Regions from separate parts of the Arachis hypogaea genome. Here region 2 is linked to region 1. A link is a contact called in public Hi-C data. All regions are on one chromosome and are shown on one strand. Each heading gives the region's core, a stretch centred on a gene start, on an enhancer-like site or on the middle of the called end of the contact. The rest is flanking DNA. Distances are from core to core; before and after follow the strand shown.

What was found. A called contact is a pair of places that touch in the nucleus more often than the background predicts.
Region 2: a contact with region 1 is called in a Hi-C map of leaf, with 5 times the contacts expected there. The contact joins the enhancer-like site here to the promoter of LOC112738419 in region 1. A contact is called at or near these places in 2 of 8 Hi-C or Micro-C datasets (both in leaf).

The regions. Positions count from the first base shown.
Region 1 is chr13:57,085,743-57,093,081 of arahy.Tifrunner.gnm2.J5K5, forward strand. LOC112738419 (probable sugar phosphate/phosphate translocator At3g17430) reads right to left here and starts at 4,667. Exons shown (of 9, transcript XM_025788869.2): 1 at 3,861-4,667; 2 at 3,641-3,748; 3 at 2,441-2,472; 4 at 2,300-2,350; 5 at 1,010-1,071; 6 at 671-932; 7 at 139-404; 8 at 1-63. The coding sequence starts at 3,947.
Region 2 is chr13:57,493,021-57,500,814 of arahy.Tifrunner.gnm2.J5K5, forward strand. LOC112738421 (vacuolar protein sorting-associated protein 54, chloroplastic) reads right to left here. Exons shown (of 20, transcript XR_011869747.1): 15 at 7,103-7,232; 16 at 6,669-6,830; 17 at 5,481-5,548; 18 at 4,215-4,295; 19 at 3,873-4,127; 20 at 2,833-3,033. Among protein-coding and RNA genes, the nearest start is that of LOC112738498, 11 kb to the left of the region's middle. Within about 2 kb of position 1,696, at least 2 of the 3 cell types and tissues checked have open chromatin away from gene starts, as enhancers often do.

The DNA of each region.
Region 1 (7,339 bases), core at 3,417-5,916:
GCGATTGAGAGGTGCGGACATCCTTAACTTTTATGTAATTGTACATCACAACTCCACACAGCGCTGCACGGTAAAATTTGTAAAAGATGAGAGGCATGGTGGAAGATTGAAAGACATACTAATTAAAACAAAACCTACCAATAGCATAGCCAATTATATTTAACCCAGTTATCGTAGATTCCGGAAATATGACGGTTGAAAGGGCTATCAATATCCAGTCTTTTAGCACACCAGCAACCCGGATAGTTACAGCACCCGTTCTACCAATTACTAAGAAAATGGAGAAATTCAAGGCTAGAGCACATATAGCATTGGAGAAAAAGATCCAAAAATTGAACTGAATCTGTGAAACTTCCATCACAGGCTTCTCCAGTAGGTACCAAGGCACAAATAGAAACACAAAACTGCATATAAAACTGCAGAAGTTAGCAGCTCACATTGCATGTGTGTGCTTATATGCAAAACATCAACAATCCCAAAAGCACAGCTATCTTTTGAACCTAATAAGTCAAATGATCAACTATATATATAACATAAATTAGTCAAAGAAACCAAAGGATACCTATCATACGTGCAAGATGTGCACTTTACAATATACGAAAATTGTGATATTGTCTTAATGAAATGTTTGTTGCAGAGATAAGTATCTTGGAATTATCAACAGAAATACCTGCATGGTGCTATGTAATATAAGCTCGTAATTGGATTTAATGTCAATCCCTTCTTCTGCAGAAGAACTTGTGTTAAGACCAGTCTCAATGCTTCAGCAAAGATGCCCGTGACCTGGTAAACTGTACCAATTATATTAAAATGAATTTCCCCGTAGGAGGAAACGACAACTCCAACACTGACCAGCACCATGTTCAAGAACACATCACACCTTGCTTTGTCAGTGCCGCACAAAACAGCCATGATGAAAGTTGCCACGGGCACTGAAATATCGAACCTTAGAAGTAAGCAAAAACTTCAGCAAAAGAAGAGAAACATTTTAACTTCACAAAAAACGTACTTAGAGCCTTGAGCATCTGGATAAAAGCTACAGAGATGTGCAAGTAGGCAGTGTTACCAAACCTGTAGCAACCAAAAACAGTTTGCTCATTATATTTGTTGCTTCAGTGATATTAATAGGCATCTTTAGAATACAAAAGACAGTATTGCCCACTACCTAAGAAATATTTCAACCATACAAATAAGCAACCACAACTTCATAGAAACAACATACTTGGAACATATGTAAATAACAGAAAATGAAAAATTTTCAAATATTGGTGGGAGATAACAGACAGTAAGCTGTAGCCATGAACATGTTACAGTATCTCAAGGCAAGGAATTACAATAGCCCACATGAAGCTAGCCAGCTTTATTTAAGGTTTCTGTCATATCTGATATTGACATTTCATTGCCTGTTGTCTATAGAATGAAAAGTAATGCTAGGTACCAAATGATGGTCATAATTAAACAAAGGGAACGTCTAGGAATTGAAGTTTGTACTTTGTACTGGTTTGAATAGTCAATGCTGGTAGTATCAACTTCAGACTGGAAAAAAATTAAAACGAGCTAGAGAGCGAATATCTCAATTTGAAGGTATCGGAACTATCCTTAAAAGCGATATTGAGATTGCATACACAGATTTTTATAGACCAAGATTAATCTGATAGATACTTCATCCATGTTTATTCAAGCACAAACAGATTGAATGCAACACACTTGACTGAGTAGGCGAGAAACTATTAATGTCATTAATTCCACGAGATATAAGAAACTTCACCACGTCTTTCTAGAACATGCCTGAACAAGTCTAATTTTCCTGAGATCTGAAGCTTTTTGGACAATATGATGTTAACTCCAAAATTTTTGGCTATTTAAAAATGTCTTTGGTCTGCATTGCAAATGCAGAAAATAAAATCTTTAAAAGCATTATTCACAAAGTTGGCAAAGGGAACTGCTACTGATTCGGAAACCTTCAATGCAAACCTGGCAAGGAAGGGACACCATCTATTATCTATTACTTTTTCTAATCTTGAACATAATTTAAAGTGCAAGTTCACATGGTACATGGATTTGCATTTTTCAGTCTGCTACCGATGCCCTATAACCCAAAAAAACTGTCATACTAGGATTGAAAGGCACAACTGAACCTTTTTTTATGTTCACACTATCTAATGCAGAGAAAAGAGAGGGGGGGGGGGGGGGATGAAAGCACATACTCAAGGCTTATGCCCCCCCAATTGTCAAAACAAACTTGATGAACAGAATCCAAATTAGGAAAACTTCAGTTTACCCATATTGCAGTGCTTACCAAAGACTTGATGCAAAGAAGGCACTTATTGGTACCACACATGTTGCATATCTGCAACCGAAAGAAAAGTGATTTAGGAAAAAAAGTATTAACAAAGGACAACTAAATATAAATAAGGATACAAATCAATCAAATGCTTACATTTCAAATGTCATTTTGACAGGTGTCACAACCTGAAATTACAGAATGGAGTACTATAAGTTAACTTACCAATCAAATCAGCAGAAAAAAAAGCAATCAAGCAAGGGAAGTAAAAGAAGAGGCAGGAAAACAGGCATATAGGATAGCTTTTTTCATAAGGTAACACCATAACAGTATAAAATCCTAGTTTAAGTTAAAACATGTTCAATCGTGAATAATATGCACAAGAAAAAGAAAGAAACAAAAAAGAAGAAAATACATGAACTACCAACTAAGTAAAGCATTTTTCGCTGTGATAACTTATGAGAGTCACGCCATGCCGAATACGTTAAACTAATAACACAACACATATACCAACTTGCACTTAATATGTGCACTTTATCTGTAATTCTCCTATGGACCGGATGCATTTCTCGCAATAACTTAAGTCATGTGGAATTCATTTATAGAATTGACAGATCAACCAACATAACCTGTATTTAGTAGCTTATTAGTTTTGCTAACATGAAGAGGAAATCGGTAAGTTTTCTTTTTTAGTGAAGGGTGGATATAAAATATTAATAACAATATAACACATGAAAGGAAGCTAATGTAAAAACGCTAACATTTTATCCTTGATAGTATAAATGTTAACAAAAATGAGTAAGCTCAACTTTAAGAATTGTTATATAGGATTTATTATTTTTTGTTCTTTCTTTTTGATACAATTAATACTTATGTAGTATTTAAACTAGCATCATCTAATAAGAAGTATTGGTAAAGTAGATGCAATGAAGATCACATCCTACAGTCAAGACTCAAGAGCATGGCAATACCAAGAATTCAAACCTACCATGCAATGTTACATCTTTGTTAACAAATCGAACACTTAGTCCTTAACAATGTTGGTTAATTATAGACAATGATAAAGAAAGGAGCGAGTAAAAAGAAAAGTGACCAATCATCTACAATAATTAAAAATCGAACAAGATGAGTGTAACTAAAGGAAGTCCAATTTACAATGATGATCCTCCAAAACACAACTATCACTCTCATCTCATAATTAATAATCACAACTAACAGAAAATCATGACATTCAAAATTCCAAATCTGACGTCATGACAAGAATCGAACCTACAAATCCGTAATTACAACCAAAGCAAAGACACTTATCACATAATGAACATAAATATTTACAGAATTAGAAACATCCATACATACCTTAAAGACTCTAACAAGCAAAAATGCCACTGCCCCAGAAAATCCCATATGAATCATGGTGAGCGTTATAGGAAGAGGAAAGTTAAAGTACTTCGGAGACAGAACCCACTGCAAAGAAAAAGAAAGAACCACAGTAATTAAACAAAAAATGCTTAGTCACAAAGATTAGTTAAATAACACTAGTTAAGCAAAAAGAGAAGAAAAGGGGGTAGCTATCTACCTTGTTGTACAAAATGACCCCAGAAGAAAGCAAAATGTAGATGAACAAGTAGAAGTAAGTGAGGAAAAGCGTTTTGTTAATCACCATCTTCTGTTGACTTTGATTTTTGGGATTCCAAAACAAATTAATGAATAAACCTAAACCCACCAAAATATGAAGAGAAAAGGCAAAAGCTTCTTCTGCTACCTATAACATGTAGCAATGGCGAATTAGCACACGACTTAGAAGCAGATTCGCAGGAAATCAAGAACCTGAAGCTCGCTTAAGTTATCCAGGAGCAGCAAGGTTCGTTTCCTAGCACCGAAAACTTTGCAATGAGAAAAGAAGTGAACACTGCAAAAGGGGGAGAAATAACAAAAGGAAAGAAAGAAAGAGAGGAATGGACAGAAAAGGAGCTAAAAGAAATGCACATAAATTACAAAGTGAAAATTGAAGAAGAGATTGAGTAATGTACAGTGGGGAAGAGTTGAAGAGAAATGGACAGTGTTTTTGCCTAAGCGTTGATCCGATCTGTGGAGAGAGAGAGGGAGAGAGAGAGAAGGGTACCCCCAAAGAAAAGAAGAAATCCGAGGAGGTACCCGCAGGTGTAAGAAAACGACGGTTCCGAATCGAGAGAGAGAGAGAGAGAGAGAGAGAGAGAGAGAGAGTAGTGAGTGGGTGGTTGGCGGTGTTGTCTGAATGGATAATCAATTAAAAGAAATTTAAGAACGGTGCCTGCTTTGTGAATGTGTGTAATGTATTACTATTACTATTACTTGGCAGTTGAAGTCAGGAAGATGATGCTTCTTGCTATGCAAATGCCACATGGCTTTGGATACACTCTAATACTCTTAACACTTTAGGATTGAAATTTGGATTTACTCAACTTCTTAAATTAAAATTAAGTCAATTTAATTTTTAATATAAATTCTACTAGAGAGTTAATAAAATATTTATACAATATATATAATGGGTTATGAGTTAAAAAATGAATATCACTTATACTATCCAGAATAACCATAAACATTTCATGTTATGAAGACATTCATTCCAAAAGTTTAAGCTGATTTTGGAATTCACCAAAGATCAAACTCTCGACTTTTTAGATTTAGAGTTCTGATACCATGTCATGAAACCACTCATCCCAAAAGCTTAAACTGATAGAAAAATATAACACTAATGGTTATATCTCTAATACTGAATCGGACATCCCTAAACCTCCCTTGTAGACATTGTACAGATATTCAATTAGCTCCCTATACTTCCTATTTTAATATTTAGTAAAAGAGTTAAAAATACAAGAAAATACAAAAAAAAATAGATAAAAACTTTGATAAAAAAACATTTTATTATTTAAATATTTTTTACAAATAATTCACATACTCAAATTCTAATTCTCAACCCCTATTTATAATTATCTACTTTTTTAATGAATGGTTATGATTAACCAAAACAATTCAATCAACACATTTTTTTGTCATCAAATATCATCATCCCATACCAAAAGTCATCTCAAACACAATACTTTGTCTCTCTGCTAGGACTTAAAGTTTTTTTATCCTTGTGTCGTTTTGGAGGGAGGCGGCCGCCGCCACCGCTAACTTAGTAAGGTGGTGGTCTCCCTCTCCCTTCTCCTTCTTCTTACTCTATTTCTCTCTTCTTTTCTTCTTTTGGTTTCTTTTAGTTTTCTTAACTCTGTTTCTCTTCGCACCTTCTTTTTCCTCCTTCAATTTTTTCCCTCTTCTTTCATCTATGATCCCTCTTTTCTTTATCTCTATTACTTCTTCCCCACGCCTTTCTGTTTATCTTTTATTTTATTTTAGTTTCTATTTTTTTAATATCCCTATGTGATGTATTTTTTTCCTTTTGTGGTGATTTATTATCCTTCCTTTATGGGTAGTGTGGATACGTTGGTACAGATCTTAGAGTATACACTGAAGTTTACTTGTTGTTCATGGAAATATCTTTAGACTAGAGGAGGATTCGGTTTTAAGCAGAGAAGAAGAACAGATTTTTCAACATGTTACATCACTTTTAGTGTTAATTTAAAAATCATAGAGATTCAGATCTGTCTATGTTTCTACTTGTTAAGATTCTTTGTAATCGAATGTTGGGCTTATTTTTAGTTTATAGTTCAGCATAGAATTCATCTAATCATCTTCTCTAATTTTACATCTAATTTATCTCTGTTATCTGTAAGTGCCGTTTGGCTTTCCTTTGAATGATATGTTTTCTTCTGTAAAAAATGAAGGTTAGGATTAAATCTAATCAACGGTCCAGATTTATCATCTAAAATCTTCACTATAAATATCTATCTTACCACAACTTTCTATGTAACGACCCAATTCCCAGTACGTCATGATCATACTGTAAACCAAGTGTCACCAACTTGTTTACCTAATAGTTAACTAAATATTTATTATTAAGCATGTAATCGTATTAACGCGCGAATCAAATTTTCGTAAACAAACAAAGATAATTTAGTAAGTACAATAAAATAACACAAACATCAGAGATAGAGATAATATACATCATACATACTATTTACATATACATACATATATGGTCATATGGGTTTTAAGTTAGCATACAACCCTTCACATCTGGTTACTATATACATGATCAACACTTTGCGCCCTGGTCTATATAGGAAGTCTCTAAGCTGGCGCCCGAAAACTAGCCTAGTCAACTATATACATCCTACTCTTTCAGTGAGCTAACTAAAAGTGAGAGACTAAACATAAAAGCTAGGCTATCACAAAAACTCCCCAAAAGTCTCATACTCAGCTGTCCAGCATCAACTGTCGTCAAAGGAGGAAATCTCGATCACATCTGATGGAGAAGGAAGAAAGGGGTAAAAACTGGGGGGTTCTTAATAAGGTTGGAGGTAGTTAATTTAGTCAGGACTACCACAGTTCAAGTAATTCACAACGAAATATACAAGTGTCACAAAGAAATATCTATTCACCACAATTCAGAATAACATTAAGGAATGTATAAACACAAGAAGACAATCACAAACAATTTCACAATGTCAAGTAAAATGCAAATGCGCAACAAGGATGATGCATGTCTATTCCTAACGCAGGCCATGAGCTCATGTGTCGGTTGTCTACCCGCTCTCGACATTACCCGGACACAAGTCTCAGATATGGCTTTCCAGATGCATACAGTGTGCTTATAAGTCATACGGCTAGGCCGCATACAGTGTGACTTTCCAAATCAATAAGCGTACATCTAGAAAACAGTTCTCAATGTGTGGGCGTCCCACTTTACATTTGGTACTAAGGCCCAAACAATGTCACATCTGCTCTCCTGTGGCAGTCATTTTATTAATTAATATATTCCTTTAATCTTTGTTCTCTGCTCTCCTATGGCAGAGATTCCTTTAATTATCTTTCTTTCCTTTACTTTTCGTTCTTCCTCTTCTCCTTTGTATCATTCCACGATATAAATTATCTTTGATGAAAATAATTTATTTTAATATAGAGAGTAATTTT
Region 2 (7,794 bases), core at 446-2,945, 400 kb after region 1:
TTACAGAGGTAAATATTTCAGAAACAAAAATATTCTAAATGCAGAACCTGGAACACTCCCTTCTTAGGACGGAGAAGTGTTTTGCAACGTAGAAATGTGGTGGAGAAAGGACTTACCTAGAAAATAGGTAACGGTATAAACATTCGTATGTTTGATGACCCATGGCTGTCTCTCCCATATCCATTCACTGTGCCAATAAATGTTCAACACTCGGCTATTGTTGCTCCCAGAGTAAAAGACTTGATTATTGAAGAAAGAATTTAGAATCAGCCGTTAATTACAGAGATCTTTTCAAGTGATATTTCAACTAGAATTCTATCTTTGAAAATTGAAGGTGGAGATGACACACTCCAATGGGCACTGAACAAACAAAAGAAGTATAATATAATTTCAGGCTATAGAGTGGCGTACCTATTCTTATACCCTCCGCTTGAACTCTGTCCAACACATATGCAGCAAAAAGCCCCCTGGATCAACCTTTGGAAGATGAAGCTCCCTCACAAAATCAAACTGTTTATTTGGAAGTGACTCCATGATCGGCTTTCGGTTCTAGCCCAGATTCACTGGAAATTTTCTGCAACACCGGCACTGTGTCCCCGTTGCCAAAAAGAGGACGAAACAATCCCTCACTATCTTATGCAATATCCAGCTATAAGAGATGCTAGGTCCAATAGTTCTCTGAGTTTATGCCTCCCCACCCATCCAATTACTGAATTTGGTCTTGGTGGAACACCACGACGGAGCAGATTCGTTCAATGGGTGATGACAATCAGAACAAACAACTGCTTGCTATTCTATGTTAGAACAGTTGAAAAGCTAGGAATCTCTTTGTCTTTGAAGGAACCAACACTATCCCAGCTTCTATTCTCAATGTTTCTAGTAAACTCCTTCGAAAGATTCAATGCCTCCATGTAAATTTTCACTGAGTTAGTTCACAAGTTCTATTCTTTGGAAAGAAGTCTACTTTCACTTTTTACAATTTTTTTTTTCTATTTTTTATTGTTAGATTTTTTTCTAAGTGTGGTTTATTTAAAAAATCCCCATCATTCATTGTTTTTATCATGACATGTACTCTATTTCATTTACCAAATGTAATGAAATATATCTTTTATCTTTTGGAAAAAAAAAAAAAAGTAAACCAGTTCCGACGATGTAAGACCCCTATCCAACGCTCTATCTGTGTATTGGATCTGATCGAACTTTATTGTTGAAGCTAGTATCTAGTCTCTGTGTTCAATCTCTATATTCCGAAATTTGTGCAATAACCGACCAGTCCAGTCCCCATAAAGATGCCTCACTTGCAACACCTCCAGACCATATTTTATTACCTTCAAGCCAAAGGCCATATATATAAATTAAATAAGATTTCCAATTTCCTAGTTTTCATAGAGTTAGCAAACCTCTGAATGTTTTTCTTTTCTTTTTTTCCTCCCACATTCTTCATTGATTTACCTTTCAACTTTTGATCCAACCCTGCTGCCTGGGTGCTTCTTAGTTCTTAGCATATATGGGCACTTAGGAACAAGGTGTAGCACCGATTCTTCTTCCTCTTGGCATAAGTAGCATAAGTCGGTGATAATTGTGATACCTCTGTTGAAGTTTCTACAAAACCACCATGCAAAAAATCTGAACTTTGGGTTGAACCTTAAAGCCCATTATTCCTCAACACATTTACGTCTTTCAGATTATTGAACCTATGATACCAAGCTTACGTCTGCTCTATATTCCGACAAATGGTTATCATATGCTCCATCTTGTCTGTCATGGAGATTATTTATTTCTCATAGATATTTGCAACATAGCCTCGAGATCTTCGTTATTAAAGATTAACGAATAAGCTCAACATTCGATCGTCTAGCTAGTGCCTTCCTCTGAGACCTCGCTCACTTCAGACGTGTTAATATTTTCTAGTTTCTCCGTGGTCGGCCTGAAATCTTCCGTAGAAGGAATCCAAGGGTCCTGCCAAATGTTAGTTGTTATCCCATCTTCAATTAGCCACAGAATCCCTTTGTTTCATCAATAGCTCTTTTCCGAACATATTACCATTCTTGGATTTCTCTCTTTTCTCCCTGTTGCTGTTGTAGGATAGCAGCCTCCCTTTCTATCCTTGAATCCTTTGCCATAGTTTGTCTCCCGAATTCTGAAAAGCCTGGTATTCAGATCTGCAAATAACTGCTGGTAGTCCTACATATCTATCGGATACAGATTCAGTGCGAAATCCAATTCGCCTTTGATAAATAATCTAATAACACAATTCTATATAGAAAATAGAACAATTTATTAATGTGTAGAAATTATGATATTGGCACTATGTTTAATTATTCGACTTTCATCCCATAAGGAAACGATCAGCTACTTTTTAAGTGTAGCTTTTCTCTTTCAACTTGCACACAGATTATTAGTTTTAAAGAAAGATAACAAGCTCAAATAATATGAAAGGCTAAAGGAAGGGGGGAAATACCTAAGGTTAGTTCCCACTATTTTAAATAATATAAAACAAATTAAAAACGAAAACCTCTTTACATTAGAGTTCATAAAACGTAAGCTCTTACAAAGTTCGAAGCACCAAATTGGTTAAATTAAAGAAAATGTATGACCACCTGTCCCCTAACTTCCTGCTAATGGCTTCCGTTCATAACTCTTAATATGCAGTCTGATATTCCGTGAGTTTTCTTGCTTGAATAAGCATCAGGAAATCTTTATATCAGTTTTCATTTAGGAACCTCGAAATATGCACTAATGCAATTTTAACAAAACACGAATTGGTATGTGACTACAGATTTGTCGAATTGTATACATATTGATGGATGTATTGTATATTCGCGAATGAAATGAAAAAAAGGTGAAGGGGACGATTCATTCACTAAATCAAATGTCTATTTTCAACATAACATTACAATTATAGAGACAAACCAATAATTGAATATCAACAGTGACTGCTACAAAACTTCTGCTTTAAGCAACCAATCACGGCTGCACAATGCTCAGAAATAATATATTAATTTGTATATCTACGACGGACCAACCGAAGGCCTGAAATAAAACACCATAAAAACAACTATTGGAATGCTTGTCACAATTCTCAGACAATAATATAATCGAGTAGAGCGATTCATCTACCATTGGATTGTCATACTTATGAAAAACCAATTTACTTTCTGCTTCCTATGGTATCATGTCTCTTATCGACAGCAAAAAACAAAAGCAGAGAAAAAAAAAGAGGAATACAGTAAAAAAAGGGGAGTTTAAACGATTTTTGTTATTATTATATCCCTGTCTAACCTAAATCTCTTATTTATTAATTTTTTAAGGGGAATAGTAAAAAACGTTAGATACCAGTCAACCAAACCAGCTGCAAGGGGTTATACAGTTGGTCACCATGATTTTTTGTTTCATTTCAATGTGTAATTTTTCAAGCAGTTATAATTTGTTAAAAAAAAAAATAGGTGACCATCCGCCTTTTAACCATCGTATGGCCAACAACCCCATCTTTACTCTCCCTCCAACAACCCCATCTTTACTCTCCCTCCAGACCCTCCTTCACAAAAAAGAAAGAGCATATTTTGTTAGTTGGTATTCATGTGTGTGTTTCTCTCTTCTATTTATTTATTTATTTATTTTATGTTGATTACATATTGGTTACAAAACCGTTAGTCATGTAGTTCTCGTCAAAAAGAGCATTTAATGAAATTAGGCAAATATCTCTTGCAACAAATACCACACAGTATCATGGCAAGAAAAGCATAGCTATTTCATCTCTATGTACAATTCAATCCCATACATGGACTGGCGCCAATCCAACATTAAATGATGAAAGATGATAAAGGATTCATTTGCATATAAAACTAAACAAAATCTAGTGATGGTATTACCTCAACTTAGTGTTACACAAAAATGCAGAGTGAAGAAGGTTAAAATCAACCCCACATCCTCCAAAGTATGTTAGCCTTCCAACATAACCAATTGAGTTGCTACTTTACAATATCTTTTACTGAACAGCATCAGTCCCAAATTTTTGCACCATGAATTCATCCAGCTGCCCCCAATTTGGGTTATCTGATTTACTCAAGTCGCCCGTTGGTAAAGACCGTATACATTGAAGAATATGTTTGATATCTCGTTGGAGCCTGACATGGGGAAATGTTAAGAAACGTAAATTAAATCACCATATTTTTAATGGAATCTTAAAACTGTAGTTCCAAATCATAAGTTACCTATTCTGTGCTTGGGAGGTGGTTATATCAAATTTCGAAAATGCTTCCGAAATTTGTGAGTGAAATATGACGACAACTTGCCTGAAAGATAGAAAATTTCAGGGGTGAAAGAATTCATATGATGTTGGCTTTATAGTTATCACTTTTTCTTGAGTTAACAAATCAGGAACACTTTCCTTTGCAGCCAGAAAAATAATACAAAAGCAATATGTTAGGAACCATGTATATGGTCAAGGGGAAGAGAAATAGAAAGTATGGGTATGTTGGGAAGGTGAGAATGAGATAGCGATGGGAGTGAGTATAAGAGGGAAAATGAGAATTAGACTAGCTCATTCAGGGATTTTGTACTAGGACAGATCCATAGGAGAGTGGAAGCCTCTCGAAATACTGCCCTTCTTCTACCTTTCTTTCATTTCATGAATAATACTATCCTGGGAAATAGAGTGATGTCACACTGATATCATTCTATATCTCCCTGAATCTATACCCTTGTCACTACCTATACTATTCTATTCCTTTCTTTTATCAACATGGTAGATCAGATGGTAGATAGACCTGTGGTTAGGTGTAGAAGGAAAACTAAGTGTCAAGAGAAATTTAATCATAAATGTACTAACTACAAACATGATACATCACATAGCAAAATGGTGTCATTTAATTTATATAATCGACCCCACCAAATGATATAAGGCTTTGTTGTTGTTGTACCAGGTTCTTACACAAGGTTGTCAATTAGCTATAACGCTATTGCTGCGATAACAGCTATTTGACAACCTTGTACACAATGTCATAAACAAATCATATAAAACAATACAATTACAAATCCAAAATCTGTAACAGCACAACAGTCGCAATACATGTAGATGAACCTTCACATAACAGACCAAAATAATATGAAAATGAAAACAAACTAAGAAAAGAAAGTAATAAAGATATAACATTATATGTTATCAAAAACAAATTAAGATGGGAATTGATACTAATGCCCACCACTGCATTATGTGTGGTCATTATATCATGCCTTTGGGATGTGCTTCTGTAATTCTTTCTGCCCAGTAAAATATTTGTTCAGAAAGTTACCAAAAGGAATTCTTGTGGATTGACAACATTCTAAGTACCTGGGGTTAATTGTTTTCTAGACACAAGCAAGCAAGTCAAGAAACAATTATTAAGAACTCAAGCATTTGGATAAATCCAAAAGTTGTGTCAAGTGGTTAGTTGCTCCTAAAGTTGTAATATTCTTGTAGAGATTTCTGAGTTTCTTACCTGAAGATTGCTTGAACATCATCTTCATGCAAAGTACGAGACAGAACACGTTGGAGGTATCCAACTTCCTAAGAAAGGGGAAAAATGGTTCAAATAAGACATTGCGTTGTTACAACCAGAGTTAAATTATGATATACTCAATTTTAAATCACCCTATGCCATCAAATAAATCCAAAGTATAACCTACAAGCGCACATGAAGTTGCTATTTGTTCTGGATTTATCTTTCTAAATGTCTCAAAAGTTCAGCAGAGTCAACCAGTAACACAGTTCTGTTGGACAATAGCTTCCTTCTTTATCCTTTTAATAAATAAAAAATTCTTTAAAAGAAAAAAAAGAATCACGACCAAATAAAATCTTAATAGCAAAAACTCCAGGGCAGTTCCAGCCTAAGTTCATTTGTGCAGAGCAGCTATGTTTATGCAAATTCTTCAACAATCTTGAGAAGTTATCTCCACATTAACATTTTCAGCACAATTATATCACTCTTTTCTTTGATCTCCACACTCAAGAGAATAATAAAGATCTTTTTGTTTGCATATTCACCCCTCATTACCCCTTTTCATGCTCCAAGAAAATTTGACAGAGAACTGATCTAACAATAATAAATTAATAACTGAAAATAGCAAGGTTCTGAAAATTGGACCAGATATTAAGCCAGACAAGCCACAAAGCACTAGTTTAATGATTTATTACTTAAACCAGAGTTAAATAATTTTTTTATTATTATTATTTGTAAGCTTGGCCAAGCAAAGTATATGTTTGGCCATCTTTATCAAAATGAAGTAGTTAACTCTCAATTTTTTAGGTTTGGCCAATTAACTGGTTTTCAGCCAGTTTTCCCTTTTAAATGATGGTTTCCATTTAAATCAAGATTTTTCAGGCATGCCTGGCCCAGGTACCCAACCAATTCCAGTACAACTGGTCAGACCAGACAATTTATTTCAGTTGTAAGAACCATGATTAATTGAGCATAAGAGTTACAGATAATATCAAGAAGGAACACAGACAATGTATAAGGTGAAGAAGCTTTATGCATGCAGATTAACCGGAAGATATACCATGATAAGGAGAGAGAGAGAGAGAGAGAGAGAGAGAGAGAGAGAGAGAGAGAAGATACCAAAACATTGAACAAGTAGAAAAATCAGATGCAAAGCACAATCACTCTCTCTAATTACATTGTATTTACCTTTGTAAGGGACTTGGCAAACTGACTAGGCTGGGGATCAGTATCCTCAGGTCTATTCCAACTCTCAACAATTTGAGGCAACCCACGCAAATGGACCAGTAATCTCTCTCGCATTATCTGAACTAATTTGGAATGTATTTCATCTCTGTGAACTTTATAATCCTGGATGGATAAAGAGGGAAAAGAAACCACACAAAATGGAAAATCAATGTGTAAGAGACCACAAAGAAATAGGACGAAAAGTTTGTATTATTAACACTTATAGCTGGATCTCAGCTACAAGGGAAGGAAATTCAGAAAATTTGGCAACAAGCAGAGGGAAGATAGAGCACTATAGCAGCTCTGCTCTCCCAAGCCAATTCTCAGAAATGACCTATTTAAAATCCCAATCCTCATTCTATATATATTTCTTCCTATTGACCTCATTCACATACTCTGTACTGACTCTCTCTCTGCCATCTGCCATCCTCTATTCACACTTTGCTCAATCTGTTAAGCACTGGCCCCGCCTACCTGTCCTTTGACTACACCTGAATTAATGCCTAAATTATCCCTGTACTTCTTCTGTTACAAAATATTATTGACAGTTCTTCAAGTCTTCTTGCAACCAAAATGAAATAGAAACAAACTCTTTCATCCATAAATATATTAAACGAGACACAATTATGAATAAAGGGAAAAATAAAACTAAGAAACAACAAGACTCTTCCATGACAGAAACTAAAAAGAAATAGGGATCCCAATGGATCACTGTTGAGGTATAGAACCATTGATTTTTCATCCTTTGTACCTCTGGCATTTCTTTCCTTCGACTTTAACAATTATCTTTCCATACTTAGGAATGAAAATAGGAATTCTTTTTGTGCAATAAATGAAATAGGGAATCTGTGAAAGAGCGATGAAATGAAAAATGTTTCACTTATTTAATTACCCCTCTTTGGTCCCAAATAAGTGTCCAGTTAAAATTACTTGCCTGAATTAAGATAATTATTAGAAATACCTGGGTGTAATTAAATTGGTAAATTAATTATATGAAATTACCCTTATTAACTCTTCTTTTTTAATACCCAGATTCTCTTTCTACTTGCACACTATCTCACATTCATTTAATAGAGTTACTTTTTTC